2 separate regions of the Mus musculus genome follow, and region 2 is linked to region 1. A link is a contact called in public Hi-C data. All regions are on one chromosome and are shown on one strand. The core of a region is the stretch at or near the end of the contact, and the rest is flanking DNA. Distances in the headings are between cores, read along the strand shown. Region 1 overlaps Aig1 (androgen-induced 1). Region 2 holds the start of Aig1 (androgen-induced 1).

Region 1 (2,961 bases), core at 194-2,693:
TTGATGAGCATACCACCAGCAGACTATCAGTGCAGGAAGCCAAGTTTGTACCATCTGTGCTGTGTTTGTAGTTACAGAATTATCTGGAAGACTGATTGCTCAGGTAGCTGTGCCTCCTGGCCTTCTAGTGTTCCATCTAGAAAGGTGGCTCACACTTTCTTGAAAGTCACTGTGAAGTATCTGCATAAATTCCTTCCACATAGAACAGAGATAGCAACACTCAGTATCAAAAACCACGCAGTGCCACCTTGAATGGTCACTTCGTGTAAACAGAGTGTAGACCCCCGTGGTGCTGTGCTACTAAATGTTTCACAATTGACTCCCCAGTGGGAAATAGTTCATTTATATCATTTACCAATATTTATGGTAAAACATATAAAGAACTTTATAAGGGCAAACATGATTAAAATCAGTACAAGGGGGAGGAAGCAAAAACAGAATAATCATGTTTGTATAAAAGAAATGAATTCACAATTGTCCTTCTGGACAGCTTTGCTAGAAATGTTTGTTGCTTGGATAAAGAACAAATATCATCATTGATGCACAAAGTCCTTTAGAAAACACAGGAAGAAATAATTCCAACTGATTATTTTGAATTCATTCATTTTCCTCCCACCAAAAATCAGATGACAACATCTTGAGAATATAACATTGTAGATGAGTATACTTCATGAATTGACACAAAACAAACCCAAGTTTGGACAGAAAATATCAGTAACTGGGCTCCAGCAGCATATGTAGATAACTTATGATAAACATCCATGGGCTGTTTCTCTGACATTCAAAATCAATTGATATGCTATTGAACTTACAGAATAAGGTAGTTGTCTCAAGAGATTCAACAAAACCATCTGATGTAACATAATCATCTGAAAAATAATATTACTTACAGTAAGTGTGTGTGTGTCCCAAGTAATTTACAAGTCCTTCCTTAACTTGTAAAAAGACATCAATGAAAAACTGCAACTAATGTCAAACTTTTACTTTTGAAAACTAAACATTTTCTCTGCCACAGAAAAGATGAAAAAGATTTTCCCTGAAAATCACTTCTACTTGATTTTGTGCTAAGACCCTAAGTAACAGGAAAATTAGAAAAGAAAAAAAAAAGAGCAAATTGTATTTAGTTTATTGAAGAGTTTTATTATTTGAGATACACACACAAAATAATTTTTAAAATAGCTACTTAAAACTACTAATCAAATTTAGTAAAGGCATAGGGAACAATACCACTATTTAAAACATATTTTTATAAAGTAGCAACAAAGACATAAAAATATAATAGTGTATATTAGTTTCCAAGACCATGAAGTACATACAAATAGATTCAGCAAATATTGTGAGTATCTGTACCTTGTTAACTACAAATACTTCTGGGAGAACCTAAAGAGAACCTGAGCACATGGTTGTATAACATGTTACCAGCAGGAAGCCTCAGTGTAGCCAGGAGGTCAGTTCTCAAATAGTAACACTGAGAATTCTGGCTAGATATTTGTAGAAATGTAGCAACCTGGGATTCTGACATTTAAATGGATGGACAAAGGACTGAAGGACTTCAAAACTATTCTATAAGAAAGGACATTGTAAGAATGTGTGGTAAGAAGAGTTTTAATATGGTCCCAGGATGCAGCCCTTTAGTTTGACCTGTGTAATTTTTTCCCCTTGTGTTGAGAAAAGGTCTCTAACACGAAGGCATCTCATTCTTATGATTAGATTGTGTTGTTCAGCAACGTTGAAGGGCCTTCCACCAATGAGTCCACATGGGTCTGAAGTGGCTCCTTGCCTGTGCATTTACCCCAACATTAAACCCTTACCCTGTAGAAATAGACATGACTTCACTTCTTGTGATGGGTAATCTCAGTGTCAACTTGATGGAACCTAAAATCACCTGGGAGATGGGTCTCTGGGTCAGCTTGTGGGTTATTATCTTGAATACATAATTGTAATACGAAGGCCCATCCATTGTGGGTGGTACCTTTCCTTAGGCTTGAATCCTAGACTATCTAAGAAGGAGAAAAGAAGCTGAGCAGAAACTTTCATGGTCTTTGTCTTGGCTCTTAAATTACTTGAATGTTTAATACATGGATTCAAGGTGTCTTGATCATATCCAGCCCCCCTCATTCCCTTCTTACTTTTCCTAGGACATGTAACACATATGTTCCCCAATTTCACCCCCCCTCCTCAATCTAGTTAGTGCTGTGACTGGTAATTGCATGGGTGTGGATGGGTGTGGGTCCAATCATTGGTCGTGGGCAGTCTTCCAGCTGCCATATCTCCTGAGGAAAAAATGTTGTCTCTCCCAAGGGAGACATCAATTTCCAATGGCTACTCAGACAGAAGTGGGGCCTCTACAGTCTCTCCCTGACCCATGCTGAATTTTAACTGGCTTGATCTTGTACAAGTCTTATGCAGGTAATCACAGCTGATGTTGGAGTGTGTGTTCAGCCTTGTCATGTCCAGAGGACATCATTTTTCCCTGTCTTCTTACATAATTTCTGCCCAGACTTCTGAGATGTTCCCTGACCCTTGAGATCGTGGAGTTCTTGACTGGAGGGAACATGAGCAGCGGCCTCAAGTTCCTGATGCTACTGTGACCGCACCACTATGACCACCATGATGGACTGTAACCTCCCACTGTGGGCAAACAAATCCTTTCTGAAGTTGCTTTTGTTGGGATATTTTATCAGAGCAACAAGTAACTAGGAAACCACTATTTAAGCCAAGTTATTTGTTACGAATTACCTTGAATCAGATCAGAGGAAGAAGCTTTGAGGCATATGTGTATATTTGGGCAGGGTATGGAATCGTTCAGGTTCTGAATGAGAAGCCACTGGACCTGAGATATCATCACTCCATAGAAAGGCACGAGGCACATGGTGGTGGAAGAGGCCTCAAAGCAGGAACATCCTTCAGGTCTTAATAAAATGTAAGATGAGGTTTACTGTCGGGTGGTTTCCAGAGCTC
Region 2 (2,961 bases), core at 290-2,789, 62 kb before region 1:
TCTGTTAAAATCGTCTCAAAACACCCCTCTGGGGATTGGCAGGGAGAGCAACAGAACTCTTGATGTCATAGTAATTATTCAAAAATTCTCCATAGTAAACTCTTAAATAGCTTCATAAAACAATACTTTATAATTATGGGAATGGGTAGAAATCTTGTGAACTACTTTCTCAAATGTAAAGTAGGAGGGTTGTATCAAACTTTGTAATATCACATCACTTTATAAAACTTCATTAGGCCCAAGTGAGAGGGCTTCAGTAAATTCATTTTTTCTTGTAATTATATGAACATTCATTAAGGACACACACACACACACACACACACACACACACACACACACACACGCAAATAGATCCTGTTTAAACATGAGTATGAACTCATAAATTCTGAGTGAAGAATGCTTTATGCTAGTAATATCATCTTGTGATTTCAGTTTCTTTCAGCATAATTATGTCAATTAAAAAGACCTAGTGGCTCTCTTCCCTAGTGGAGTGGAAAAAACTACGAGTCGGATTTGTTTGCTTCTCTTTACCTCTGAGACTATGCTTTCCCCTAGACCTTCCCACCACACCCTCTGACTCAGAGACTATTTGAATGGGACACCTGTTTTGAATGGATCCACAGGAAATACTCATGTGGTCTTCTCATAACCGGACCCTTTATCTGGTTGGTTGAAACATGATCATGATTTAAAAGAAAACAAAAACCCTACTCTGCCCACAGACTGTTGCAACTTCCCTGTGACAACATTTACTGGAAGGCTGAGGGAATCCAGTTTATATTTACTTTCCTCCCATTCAGCTCTGGTGCGGTAGTATAAGGGAGGTGGGTTGGGAAATGTCGAAGTGCAAAAGGAATTTTAACTCCGAAAGATTTGTATTAAATCACACATGCGTGGGTGAGGTTTACATCCTCCGGGTGGTTTGACTTTCAAATGGAATGCTGTCTCGTAGCAGTCATGGCAATCAGCACAGATTTCTATTTATAAAACTTGCCCTGGTCAGTAATTGCTAAAGTAGCTTGCCATCAAGCCTCATGACCTGAGTTCGATGGAGGGGACTCACACCTGAGCTGTCCTCTGGCCTCCACGTTTGTCCTGTGGTACATGCATATACCCACAAGACGTAATAAAAAGTTTAAAAAAGAATTTGTTCAAAGCTCGTGCATACTGATAAATTATTAAAGCCTTGTGAAATTTATAAGGGGCTTCACAGTCATAAATGCTCATTAACATTAAACCCTCAACTGAATCCTAAGTAATGGGTGTCACTGGAGGGGGACTGTGTGTGGCTTTACACGTTCTGACCCCATCTGGTGCCATGGCAGCCAGCACCAGCTGCCCGGGGATGCCGGGTCCGGACCGGTTCGGTCAGGTCCTTCCCGTCTGGAACCGTGGTTGCCCGAAAGGCGCTCCCACCTTGGAGGCCGGGGGGGGGGGGGGGGGGTGGACCTCGCGGACCGCCTAGGGGGCGCCCGGCCGGTACGACGAACGCCGCTGCAGAATGACGCAGATGACGCCAGAGATGACACCAGGCCGCCAGCTCGCGTAGGCTGCACTGCCGCCCCGCCCGCGCAGGTCTCCGGTGCGCTCGGCGCCGCCACTGTCCCCGGGGACGCGCCCCGCCTCCTGCGCTCCGCCCCTCGCCGCGCCGCGCCCCGGTTCCCACGGCGCCCGGCACCGCGGAGCAGCTCGCCTGCCCTCCCCACGAGCAGCCCGGCGGGGCCAGGCCGCGCGAACATGGCGCTTGTCCCCTGCCAGGTGCTGCGGGTAGCAATCCTGCTATCCTATTGCTCCATCCTGTGCAACTACAAGGCCATCGAAATGCCCTCGCATCAGACCTACGGAGGCAGCTGGAAGTTCCTGACCTTCATTGATCTGGTAAGGCCGTGGGCTGCACCCCCGTGTGCGTGCGTGCGTGTTTGTGCGTGTTTGTGCGTGTGTGCGTGTTTGTGCCTGTGTGTGTGTCACGGGAGCACCAACGCGTGCTGGCCACCAACAGCCACGCTGGGCTCCACTGAAGGCCTGGATGCCCTTCTCACCTTTACCTGGTAGGTAGAGGAGGAAAACATGGGAGTACAGCCAAACGGGCACAGGCCTGCTTCTAAGAAGTGACCAGGGAATAGGATTGTGCCACCAAAAGCATCTGTTGGCCCCGATCATGAGTGCCCTCAGATTAATTCTCCACCGAAGTGTTTTCCAGAACCACATGCAAAGGTAAACTTGCAGCACCCAAAGGAGACATGAGTATTGTCTGGTTCCATGGAGCATGGCTTAGAAACACACAAACACACCTCCTTCCGGAGGAGGGAAATCGCCCCATAGGAAAAAACCCTTGCACATGTTTTTCTGCCCACTGTCAACAATTTGTTTAAAACTCTTTCTAGAAACACTGAGAGAGCAGTTCACGGTGAGGCTCCACCTGGCAACTACTGAACTTCTAGTCGTTCACATTGAAAGCCTGCAGTTTGTGTAATCATCTGTTCTGTTGACACGTGATAATTTTAAAGAGGAGCAGACAACGATAATTATTTTTAAGTTTTTATACCTTGGGTACCGAAAGCACTCCTGTAGATAATCAGAGGGCACAATGCCTTGTAATGACTTGGGGTAGGTGTAGAGCTTTGAAAAGTCACCAAGACTAAGTCATAAATACATTCAAAGGTTATCAAACAAGGGTCGTGTATGGAAACACAAGCAATTAAAAGATCACGGAGAAAAACATACAATCAACTCCTGGAACGCAAAGACTCTGAGGTTATGCATAAGCTTGGTGCAATCACAAGGTTGGCACAAATTTTCTTGACCCTCCACTTTGACAAATTTGAACCTATTTGAATATCGTTCCGTCGGTGTAAGATGCCTAAAGAGATACAGGTAGATGTTTTCAAAAAACCTTCTATTTTCAATATATAAGATATACGCAACTTTTCCCACCTGCCTCTAGGCAAAGGGCTGCCTGGT

What was found. Hi-C and Micro-C count contacts between places; a contact is called where the count stands out from the background.
Region 2: a Hi-C map of cerebellar granule neurons shows a contact between it and region 1, with 2.0 times the contacts expected there. The contact joins the promoter of Aig1 here to the enhancer-like site in region 1. A contact is called at or near these places in 3 of 39 promoter capture datasets (3T3-L1-derived adipocytes, liver and macrophages), 2 of 484 Hi-C or Micro-C datasets (cerebellar granule neurons and cerebellum), 1 of 115 datasets of contacts at active chromatin or transcription factors (cardiomyocytes) and 2 of 9 other capture datasets (adipose tissue and pancreatic islet).

The regions. Positions count from the first base shown.
Region 1 is chr10:13,805,478-13,808,438 of GRCm38.p6, reverse strand. The region is part of intron 2 of Aig1 (androgen-induced 1); the gene reads left to right. Among named protein-coding and RNA genes, the nearest start is that of Aig1, 62 kb to the left of the region's middle. Within about 2 kb of position 1,443, at least 12 of the 459 cell types and tissues checked have an H3K27ac peak or open chromatin away from gene starts, as enhancers often do. A contact at or near this core is called in cerebellar granule neurons and cerebellum, where this site is marked.
Region 2 is chr10:13,867,535-13,870,495 of GRCm38.p6, reverse strand. It overlaps Aig1 (androgen-induced 1), which reads left to right and starts at 1,539. Exons shown (of 6, transcript NM_001347362.1): 1 at 1,539-1,878. The coding sequence starts at 1,738.